Regions from separate parts of the Mus musculus genome. Here region 1 is linked to region 2. A link is a contact called in public Hi-C data. All regions are on one chromosome and are shown on one strand. Each heading gives the region's core, a stretch centred on a gene start, on an enhancer-like site or on the middle of the called end of the contact. The rest is flanking DNA. Distances are from core to core; before and after follow the strand shown. Region 1 overlaps Kif14 (kinesin family member 14). Region 2 overlaps Tmem9 (transmembrane protein 9).

The links. Hi-C and Micro-C count contacts between places; a contact is called where the count stands out from the background.
Region 1: a contact with region 2 is called in a Hi-C map of rod photoreceptor, with 3 times the contacts expected there. The contact joins two enhancer-like sites. A contact is called at or near these places in 26 of 484 Hi-C or Micro-C datasets (the 3T3-L1 cell line, B cells, the HL-1 cell line and 16 more), 1 of 115 datasets of contacts at active chromatin or transcription factors (astrocytes) and 1 of 9 other capture datasets (liver).

What each region holds. Positions count from the first base shown.
Region 1 is chr1:136,523,989-136,529,463 of GRCm38.p6, forward strand. Kif14 (kinesin family member 14) reads left to right here. Exons shown (of 29, transcript NM_001287179.2): 27 at 1,794-1,868; 28 at 2,787-2,919; 29 at 3,258-5,475. The coding sequence ends at 3,628. It also overlaps the pseudogene Gm29485. Among named protein-coding and RNA genes, the nearest start is that of Kif14, 59 kb to the left of the region's middle. Within about 2 kb of position 3,358, at least 16 of the 459 cell types and tissues checked have an H3K27ac peak or open chromatin away from gene starts, as enhancers often do. A contact at or near this core is called in rod photoreceptor, where this site is marked.
Region 2 is chr1:136,029,981-136,035,762 of GRCm38.p6, forward strand. It overlaps Tmem9 (transmembrane protein 9), which reads left to right. Exons shown (of 6, transcript NM_025439.3): 6 at 4,088-5,050. The coding sequence ends at 4,240. It also overlaps a transcript of Igfn1 not described here. Among named protein-coding and RNA genes, the nearest start is that of Tmem9, 15 kb to the left of the region's middle. Within about 2 kb of position 3,146, at least 5 of the 459 cell types and tissues checked have an H3K27ac peak or open chromatin away from gene starts, as enhancers often do. A contact at or near this core is called in rod photoreceptor, where this site is marked.

The DNA.
Region 1 (5,475 bases), core at 2,108-4,607, 490 kb after region 2:
CAGGTGCCTCAGAGTAAATATGCAGAGCTGCTGGCCATCATTGAAGAGTTGGGGAAAGAGGTCAGACTGACGTATGCAGGAAGCAAGAGCGCCATGGAGAGGCTAAAACGAGGCATCATTCATGCCCAGAGCCTGGTTCGGGAGTGCTTGGCTGAAACGGAACGGAATGCCAGGTCCTATTCCCTGGTCGGTCTGAAGGCCCATCTCACTAACCCGTGGAGATGAGAAGCTTTGTGCAAAATGGCAGTCATTTTTCTACCACAGTCATTAAGCTCTGAACCCACACTCAAAAGATTGGGAGGACATTTTGCAGTAACTGACGATGTGCATTTTAAGTAGTTAGGAATGACGCAGCTCTTTTTTCTTTCCAAACATTTGAAAGATGTTTGTGAAGCCACTTCACAGCAAGCTATTGTTTGTCCCCAAATACCAGTGTCCCCTCTAGCCTCCCTTTGGATACACATCACCCCAGTTGCCGTCCTTTCCCTGAGTTCACCTGCCTCCAAGTTGAGTGCAAACCACAGCGCCTTTGCTCAGTAGCTGGCCTGCCTGTGTACAGTGTAGACCCTGCTTCATGGAGCTTCTCTGCCTAAGCGTTTGCATGACTGAGTGCTCGGAAGTCAATCTTTAAAATGCACAGAAGAAAGAGCCATTTACCCAACCTCCCAAGCACCCTGCAGATGTCCATCCTGAGGCTGTAGATCTCAGTTCTGTGTTTACTGTGAGCCCATCACAGCATCTGGAAGAAAACGACTGGAACTATTGCATCTTTGTATTTATTACTTGATGTAATAAAGCTTATTTTCATTAACAAAAAGAATAAATACAATCAGGATTGCATTATAGACTCATAGAGGGCACTGAAATTGTAATTTCAAAGCTGGGTTCATGAAATGAAGAAGTGTACTTTTTCTTCTTTCTGGGAGTCAATCTTACCACACAGATCTTGTTTGCCTGGAACTTGAAGCTTGCAGGAGAGTAGTTCTTGTGCCTCTCACTCCTGAGTGCTGGGATTAGAGGTGAGCCACCGTGGCCTACTTTTCTTCTTACTGTAACTGCAAGTCTGAGCCGACCTAGACAAGAGCTTAGTGAAGAAAGCCAATTAAACACACAGCAGCACCCCCTTGCAGAAGCTTGCCTCCACCTGAGGGGGCAGCAGTGAGCAGAGGCCCAGCCAAGGCTTCACTGTTGATTTAGTTTAAGACTTGCACCACTGTGAGAGCCAGGAGTCCCCATCTGGGTCTGATTGTCAGTGGTAAGGTGGGAAATGCCATGTGCAGCATAGATCACAACTGGGAATCACATAACATTTGTAACTTTCTCAAAGCACCTCATATTTTTTTGATAATTCAAACCCTCGCTTTCTTCTGAGAGAAGTTTCATGCCTATAAATATTTAAATAAAAGGCAAATTTTGAGATAGTTACACATCAGAATATATCCTCTCTTATATTTATATTTTATTATTAGTGTATGTGTGCGTGTGGAGACCTGTGTGTCATGTCACATATGTGGATGTCAGGAGACAGCTTTGTGGAGTCATTCACCAGGGTCAACGTTAGGTCCTCAGGCTTGTGCCGCTGAGCCCAGTTCAGCCGTGCTATATGGAAATCAATGTGTCGTTTATTCTGAAGGAATTCCACTTATATGGTTTGAAGAACCCTCGAGCTGGCTTATGAAACTTTTATCTCTTCTGGATTCTAGACCAGAGCTCCCTGTCTGGTCTCGCAGGGGCCTAAGAATTGTGTTTCCTGGTGATTGCGTGTTTACTGAAATATTTTAACATTTCTCTAGGTCACTAAGCAGATGAAAGCCAGTACTGTGGAGTGGGTCGGGTCTCTGGAAAATGCTGTCGCTGAATGGAGGACGGTAGGAGGAGCTTTGCATTGTTTTTTGTTTGTCACTGCGTTTGGTTCCTTTGTAGATATATTTATTTCCCTTGGCAGCCCCAGCTGGAGACAGCTCTGCTGTGCATGCTCACCGAGCATGCTTGTTTCCTAGTCTTTCTTTGGCAGACTTAATGCACTCGTGTAGTACTAGGTCTATGGTGGCCAGGGGCCTGCTAATGCACCCCCTGTTTCTTAGTTACTAGCCTAGGAGCTGCCAGCTTGTGCCTGACTGTAGTCACTATAGACTAAAGAACACATTTAACACTAATGTGCTCAAACAGTGTCAACTAGAGGAGAATTAATATATACTCATGTCACAGGTCACACTTTATAGACAAAGAGAGATGGAGTATAAAAATCAGTGTACCGAAAAGGAGAGTAATGCCCATAGCTGAAGTATTTAAGTAAAGTAAATATTGAAAGAAATACTGTGAGGTTGAATTCTTTGAAATGAAATGTTAGCCTTTTATGGTGTTGGGTACTATGGTCCGTTTCTATGTGCTAGGATGTTAGGGCTGTGGTTTAAATTAAGATTAAATCCGTACTGCTTTTTAAAAGTAACCATTGTTAATTTTGTATTTTGATCTTGCTTATAGAAATGAAGTTATGTACTGGTAAGAAAATTAAATGTTTCAATGTAGCTTCATTATACATTCCATTTTTGTCTGTCATATATATATGCATATATATATATATATGTATATATATTCTATATTTATTTATTTGTTTGTTTATTTGGTTTTTCGAGACAGGGTTTCTCTGTGTAGCCCTGGCTGTCCTGGAACTCACTCTGTAGACCAGGCTGGCCTCGAACTCCCAGGTGCTGGGATTAAAGGCGTGCGTGCGCCACCGCTGCCCAGCTGTATGTTCTTTCTAAGTATTAACTTTTTGTATACAGAAAAGCTTCAGAACTCAAGCACAAGAAGGTTCTAGACAACAAGTTTCCAAGCTGTTAAGCCTTGCGTCAGAATTCTTGAAGCTGAAGTCGTGCTTGCAACAAACCGTTGAGATGATTGTATCTGCGCTGAGAGGTAGGCAGCCCCCTGGGGTCTGCGGCTGGACCTGTGTGATCCCAGGGCTCCCTTTCCCTCCCGGCACGAGCTGTGACCATAGCCCACCCTACACTATGCCCGTGTGCTTAGTTCCTAGTGTAGGAGCTCGGGCTGCTGCTGCCAAGCATGTCAGCACCTCTGCCCGGAGTCAGGGAAGCCAGCGCTTGGCCATCAGAGAGGCACTTAACGGGAAAACCTTCAGTGGTTGGAGTTGTGGTGTAGGGTCCCTGTTACTTAAAAGACTTGCTAGAGTCATGTGATAACACGTGCCGACACCTGGAACTGGTAGCCCACCTTCTCCTTTCCCTCTTTTGTAGGGTGCCCCAGTGACTTGCACTGTCTCAGAAGCTGCACCGAGACTATCTGCAGCCTGGCTCGCAAGCTTCACAGTGACTTCAGCGCACACTCTGCCTCTGCTGGCAGCTGCGGAAATGAACTGCCTCGTGCTGACTGTGAGGAACTGGAGTCTCTAGCGAAGTCACTCCTCCTATGTTTTGAATGTGGAGAAAGCCCTGGTTTGTCGAAACCCTGGGAGTCTTGTTCTTCGAATAGCAAGGAAGAGCAGTGCAAGTCAGACAGGGCTGACTGCGGGAAAAGCGGGCCAAGACGCGCCTGTGAACCACACGGAGACGCAACCCCAGCAGTGTCCTCTGGGGACTGCACCCCGAATAGGATTCAGTGGGTATGAAACCATTGTGCACTTGGAGACCGTCCATGACCAAAAAGGACACTTGGTGTCACTTTTCCTCGTGCAGGAGAGCATAAAAAGAGAGGAGTGTAAATATTCCAAGTCCATGCCTGTGTGTGGCCTCTCGCTGGGTGTAGAAAGCGCTAACAGTGCGGAGTGCTGGCTTCAGAATGCCTCTGTGTATGCTCAGAATTCTATAAGCAGATGAGTTTTAAACAAAGAATATTGTTTAAAAATGTTGAAATATTGGCATCAGAATGAAATTAAGGTATCAGGACCAAGTGAGTGACTATGGTCCTAGTTTCTCATCTTAAATTTTTTTTCTTTTTTTTTATTGGTTATTTTATTTATTTGCATTTCAAATGTTATCCCCCTTCCCAATTTTCCCTCCACAAGCCTCCTAACCCCTCCTCCTCCCCCCTGCTTCTATGAGGGTGCTCCCCCACCCACCCACCCACCCACTCCCACTTCACCACCCTGGTGCTGTCTAGCTGGTTCATTGGTCTGTTTGTAGATAGTTATTTTCTCCTGAATGGAAATCTAAACAGTTTGTTACTTTGGGCCTGTGCATTCTCTCCCCCAAATATAGCATATGGATTAAGTTTATGTGAAATTATTAGCACAGGTTTAACCAAGGTAGCTGACTAAAACTACAGCTCTTTGTCCAAGAATCAACTGTTTGCCATCTTCAATAATATATATGTGTGATTTGTTTCTTTTCAAAATGTACATAAAAAGATAATATAATTGCATATTAATAATATGACCAGATAGCATCGTAGCTTACTGTGTTTTCTGTGTTCCACAGTGGTTGCTTCATTTATAAAATTTAAAAGTAGTAGTGAAATGTAACCAGAACCACTTGGGAGGTCAGAGGCTGCCCCCTTTTGATAGTGCTTGTTTTGCTAAAGGGTACTTAGTTTACATGTTGTTTGATGGAGATTAAAGATCCTTTTTATATTTCATAGCCTTAAGAACCCTTCATCTACAATCAAGTCTAAAGATAATATCCTACTTTAGGGTTTGACTTAAGGAAATTGTTTATTTTTTACCTCAAGAATATGTGTAATTTGAAAGATATTTAGTATCTTAGCCTGGGTGACCTGAGCAGGTTCTGTAAGGGACTTCCCGTGAGTGGCCTGCTTTTGGCTGTAGCTGCTGCCTGTACATTCAGTGGAGCTCGGTGACACTGGCTTGAAGATACCTGTTGTTTTCTCTATGGGGAGAGATAGGAGAGCAGCACTCTCTCCCGTGGTCGGCTGAGCCGTGGTGGTCCATCCCTTGTGCCTCCAGGAGCTTTGAAGAGGTGCAGTCACCAGGCCATTCTGAGTGCCCCGTCCTGTCGGATGTGTGGCAGCAGAGTGACCAGGCCATTCTGAGTGCCCTGTCCTGTCCTGTCGGACAGAGAGGATTGGTTTCCCTTTCCCTCTTTGGCCACTGGGTTTCCTCCTGCGGTTCACTCTGTACCGGTCATTGCTCTGGAAGTAACACTTCTGTTACCGAGTTCATACGCTGTGAAGTACGCGGAAGGATTCTTCCTGAGCGCTGAGCTTCCTTGAACTTACTCAAGTACCAAAATGGCAGTTTTCACCTTGCTGTGCAATAATCTTTAGTTTCTCCATCTCTTATCCCCCTTGTTTTTTTTTTTTCCTTGCTTTTAGACTTGGTCCAGCTGAGCAGTGCGGTGTGGCCTCACCCTGTCACCTTGCTGCCTTTGCCTCCTGAATGCTGGGGTTACAGTCAGTCCCCCAAACCCAAGCCCAAACCCAGCTAGTGTCTATCTTTCAAACTCATGTCTGTCCTCAAAAATATTGTGGGTATGCTTGTAAGCTTATTTATATTTATGC
Region 2 (5,782 bases), core at 1,896-4,395:
GGATTGATTAGTTGCCTGGACAGCGTTTGCCAAAGGAGAGACCTCCCCTGACCCAAAGTCAGCTCAAAGTGGGAGAGTTGGAGCGAGCCCTGGGCTTCCTTGAGGTGTCACATGAGCTTATACAGCTACTGGCCTCAGAAAGAAAAGTGTCTGTCCTCAGGGGCTCCCCTTTCCCCGCTCCCAGGAGCCTGGGACCCAGATAGAAGTGAAATTTGATAGCTAGTGAGTGTTTGCTAGGTTTAGGGGGGCTCCTGGGCTCTATCACCCCAATTCTTATAGGTAGGAGCTCTCCTGCCAGGGGCTAGGGGCCTCTGGCAAAGAAAGGGAGGCATCCCCCCACTGCACAGCCCAGTCCACAGAGGGAGATGAAAGGCCCTCGTGCTCCCTTTGAAAGCGCTGGCAGAGCCTCAGTGGGCCTGGCTGCTGGGCGCTGCCTCCCTGGATTCCAGTGGCATTAGACCTAATCCCTAGGCTCAGACGCCCTTTGAAAGGAGGAAGCCAGCATGTTTGTGGGGACAGAAACAGCAACAGAGCCGTTTTAGATGTAGAGAGTTGGTCCCCTTTGAAGAGGGAGAAATGAGGGTTTCTCTGAGGCTCTTGCAGTCTCCGCCACTCGCTCCTGAGCTCTGACAGGGTCTTCAAAGTTCTCCCCCCAGTGGGGGCAGTGCAGAGAGTTAGTTCTGAGACTCCTGTGGGAGGGGGTGTACAAGGCAACCAAAGAAAGAGGATAAGGATGATGGGAGCTAAGGTCATGGAGAGCCAGACGAAAAGAAAGCCAGGCTCACCGAAGACTGGCCTCCCTTCCTGTCTGTAGATGGATGGCAGTATGTACTAAGAACCCTGGGGGCCCTGGGGTTTGGGAAAGACGGGTCCAGACTGTTCAGATAGCCTCCTCACCCTGATAATAGAATAGGGAGGTGTGCCGTTCAGCAGATACTTCTAGAACGCCGTGGGGCTAGACTGCATAGTGCTTGAGAGTAGTCCTGGTTGGGGTCCCAGCTTCACCACTCACTGCCCTTGCTACTGAGCTCAGGGTATAGCTTTCTAATGGAGTAGCCAGAGGAGCTCTTGCCTCAGGGCCGCTGTTGGGATTGGGCATTAAAGGCTTTTGCAGGCACTGAGCTCGTCCAGAGAGGGGAGCCTCTGGCCACAAGTAACCTGCAGCTACCTGTCTTTGATCTAACTCTGGGGTGAGGTGTGCCTGCTTCTCTGGTTGTCCATTTGATTTCCTCTTGGGAAAATCCAGCCAAAAGCAAAAGCAACTGAGTCCTAAGACAGGAGATCCAGGGGTGTGAACAAGTTCAAATGTGGTCCCATGAAATTAGGTGACCTTGGTTTGCGAGGCAATTTCTCCTTCAGAGTCTAAGTTGTGCAAAAGATGGAGGTGATATTAGCCACTTGCCGTAGGAGTGTGAAGTACCTGGGAAAGAGACCGGTGTATAGTGAGTGGTATCTGCTTGTCAGGGTGACATCAGTCTGGTTACCTGGGGACCTCTAGGGAATTGTCAACATTCATGCCCCACTGTGAGAGGGGCTCCATCCATCCCCTGCCCTCACTGTCCCCCGCCTCCCTGCATTCCTCAGCCCAGACCTGATGGGAGAAGGGAGGCTAAAGGGAAGACTTTCCTTGCTGCCCCACCCTCATCCCCATTCACCTGCCGAGCAGGCAGGCCTGAGGCCATCTGTGGGTCTTCTTAGGGAATAGATGTGGCTACTCTAATACCTTTTAATCAGACTGTCAGCCATGGGGACACAGAGGCTCTCAGCAGCAGCTTTCTCGCACTTGAGAGCTGTTTGCTGCGACTTCACCTGAGCGCTCCCAAGTGGAGCCGTGGCAATGTGGTGAGTTACAACATGCTCCCTTGACACTGCTCCGGCTCTGTCCAGCTCCCACTTCCTCAGACAACCCAAGAGCAGAGCTGCTGCATTCTCACCAGCTCCAGCATGCCCCAAGATGACCCCAGGCCTGCTCTCCCAGTTTTACCCCCAGGCACTCATTAACCAGAGCCCTCCAGGGCAACACGGCCTAGAAATGGGCAGGAGTAGGATTGTGGAAGAAAGCAGCCCTCGCCCCCCCCCCCCCCCCGAAGCTAGACTGGGGTCCTGGGGGGGGGGGCGAGCTGTTACTCAGGCGGGCAGGTCTTCGGTGCCCACCCCTACCCTACAGCCATGCTAAGAGCAGTCTGAGCCAAGCTGCTTTCTTGGTTGGGCCACTTAGGCAGCGCAGCCAGTCTGGGGAGGGGTGGAGTGAGGTGGTGGTGTAGGCCACAGTGATGCTCAGAGGCAGCTCCCCTGACAGTAGTCAACCTGCCTTTCCCCCTTCTCTGCCTCAGTGATTCCCAGCACTGACCTTGAGTGCTTTCTATCTCCAGAAGCTGACCAAGTTTCTGTATTCATTGTGTCCTTGAGACCACCTCAGTCTCCATCCTGTATGAGAGAGGTTGGTTCTGACCCACCTAAGGCCATGTGTCTGGTAGGAGTCAAAGCCAGGTTTTTTTGAGTCGGCTGTGCTGAACTCCCAGGGAGAAGGGCCCTTGAGCTCCGATCTGTGCTTGCCAGTTCTCTTGACAAATGGTTCTCCCCATGACAAACACATCTTGTAGTCACACAATGGTACTTGAGCACATCAGATCTCTAAAGGAATTTTGTGAGACATGACTAGGATTTTTGTTTTTCTTTGGGTTTGCTTCTGGGTTTGGGCATGTTGCTAGAAATTGTCCTACAGCCACAGGCATGGTTAGCTTCTGTCCTGAGACAGCATCTCACTAAGTGGTTGCCACTGGCCTTGAACTTGCTATCCTCCTGTTTCTGCTTCCTGGGTAGCTGGGGTGACAGGCCTGGACCTCACCTGGCCTGCCCATGGCACCCACTCAGTCTTGAGCATGGACTCCCAGGGGACCATCTATAAGTCACCTTAGGAGCAAGTGAGCTCAGGACAAATCGCCCAGCACTGTGCTTCAAGGATAAGGCTATCCCAGCCCTTTGACCCCAGCCTCCTCTCTGCCCTGCCAGCCTCTCTATACCCTCCTGCCCCACCCCACTCTCAAGCTGGCAGCTGCAGTGACAGAAGCTATGCCAGCTCGGGGCATTAGAAGCAAAGTTGCATTTACTGGGCGGCTCTGGGCTTAGAGGGGTGCACTAATCCTTTAAGAGATATGTGGCAGGAGATGAGAGGCGGGGAGAGCTAGGGAGGAAATCCCCACGGGCTGTGGGCCTGGCCCTCGGCTCTAATTCTCCCCCCAGAGATCAGCTCTGGGTCCTGCAGGAAATGCATGGGCTCTGGAGCTTCAGAGGCAGAGGAGTGATAATTAAGAGAAGACTGACGACAGAAGCGACAGAAGGTGAAGTGGGTCTGAGAGCAAAGGGGAAGGGGGACAGGAAAACCAGCAGAGGGAGAGAGAGAGAGAGCAGATCTGCCAAGCATGGGACTGGCTGACTGCTGCAGCTGGCCATGACATGGGAATGCTAGAGTTGAACCCTAACCCTAGACTTTCACCCCTACCAGGCTCTGAAGGATGTCCCATCTTCTCTTTTTCAGGAGAAGCAATCAATCGCTCTCTCTCTCTCTCTCTCTCTCTCTCTCTCTCTCTCTCTCTCTCTCTCTCTGTGTGTGTGTGTGTGTGTGTGTGTGTGTGTGTGTGTGTGTGCGCGCGCGCGCCCTTCTTCTTGTCCCCTGAGCAGTAGGACAGAGAGAGGAGGTGTGCAGTTGAGTAACTGCCCTGTGCATTTGGGTACATAGCTCTTGAAGTCTTGGCCGGTGTACATGAGGTCTTGAAGCCAATATTCAGTCCTTCTCCTGAGACTTAGGAATGGTTAGGGTGAGACCTAGACTTGAGCCAGCTCTGCTGGAATTGCTTGGGCCCCAGAAGATGCTCCTGACTCTTAAAGACACCAAAGCTTTCTGGCTAGGCACACCATTGAGGTCTTCAGATGACCAGGCAAGGCCCTCATGGAGCCCACAGCCCTTGGGGAATTCAGACTTTAGAAGTGCTCACTGGGGTACTTGGTTCCATGCCAGACTTTAAGGATCCAGAGCCCTGACCCCTCCATCCTCATTCAGATCGTTTCCCTTCTTATTCCAATGCAGGATGCTCGCACCATGGCAACAGCCGCTGCGTCCATTGGAGGACCCCGGGCAAACACTGTCCTGGAGCGGGTGGAAGGCGCTCAGCAGCGGTGGAAGCTGCAGGTGCAGGAGCAGCGGAAGACGGTCTTCGACCGACACAAGATGCTCAGTTAGATGGTTGCCATGATTGCATCAGAGACCTGGGCCATGGCTACCAGCTTCTGGGGCTCACTGCAGTCTTCCCTGGGTCTTCCCTTCAAATGCCCATGGCGTTTATCCTTCTCCCTCTCTAGAAATGTACTCGACTGTTATAACGAGGGAGTGTGATTGGGTCTCTGTAGGTCTCTGGGGGGTAGAGGGGAGGGGAGGGAAGGCAGAAGGGAACAGAGACATTTGAGGTGGCCACATGATTGGGTGGAATTCATCCCTCCTGTCTTCACCATTCCTCCCAGCTCCACATCTTAAGGATGCTTACGGGAGACGAAGCTGTGTCATCAAGAGCTCAGTGGGTGCGAGGAAAGTATGATCCAGCGCTCAGCCTTCGCTCTAGGATGCTGTGGTCCCCATTCCCAGTTCCTCCAGTGCCAGTACTTTAGCTTGGCCTAGCCCCAGTCTCAGGAACTGTTGTGGTGCCCCTGAGCCCACAGTCATCTCCAGAGTCCACCTGGAAGCCTGTTCCCCTCTCCTCGGCTCCTGGTCCACCAGTGCATGGCAGTGCCCATGCATGCCGGCATATTCAGCAGCTGTCACCTTACTCCCATCCCAGGAGGCCGTAAGGCCTCCCACCTCTCCCCTGTGACTGCAGCTGCTGAGCCATAAAGTTGGACCATATGACACAAGGCCAATGGGGACCGGAGTACCATGGCTCCTGTCCTTGGATGGTCTCTTGTCCCTGAATTTCATTGTATCATGCATGGAGAGAAATGTTTGTCTTTCTGTTGTCTATACATCAAAGAAGCCATTAAATTGTTTTATTTCTCAAGAGTTGCAGATCTCAAGGGAGATGGAGAGCCATGAGAAAGTGTTCTGCAAATGATCTGGTTAGGTGCGCTGTCCCATATGGGGAACAATACATTTTCCTAGGTGGATTCAGACATAGGCAGCGCTTTGCAAAGCCAGGGTGGACTCTTGCCACCTGCTGAGGAAAGAGGCACAGGCTCAGTAGGGTACTGCCTGTGTGTGTGCACACCGCAAGGGGACAGTAGGTGTCACATTTACTTCACCTTTGAAACTGCACAGTGCCCACCCGATGTCATCCATACCCTACAGGCCCATTAAATGGTGTTTCTTGCAAAATGTCTAAGCAAAACCCAGATGGGAGAAGGATTGAGAGGGTAAGCAAGAAAAATGTGCCCTAGAAGCTTCCAGAGTGGCCACTCAGCAGAGTCCAGCCCTGGCTCAGCCCAGGCCTACATGTGGATGGTGGGAGGTGTCAAGGACTCAGTCGCACAGCAAGTGCCTGTAAGGAGCTGTATGTCGGATCAGAGTTGCCGTTCTTCCAGGTTTCCCTTTGACCATGCATGGAAGATGTCTGTGAAGCCTTTGGTTCTTTGTGAGGGGTTGAAGACGAGAGAGTAGTTTCAGTTGGGAGTTTCAGTTTTTCAAGGGCTACTGACATTCAGTGCTAAGTATCAGGAGGATGGGAAGGGCTGGGACGTGCAGATGGGGCTTCTAGAAGGTACAGAGAGACAGTTCTGGACTCCGAAAGCTATGAGA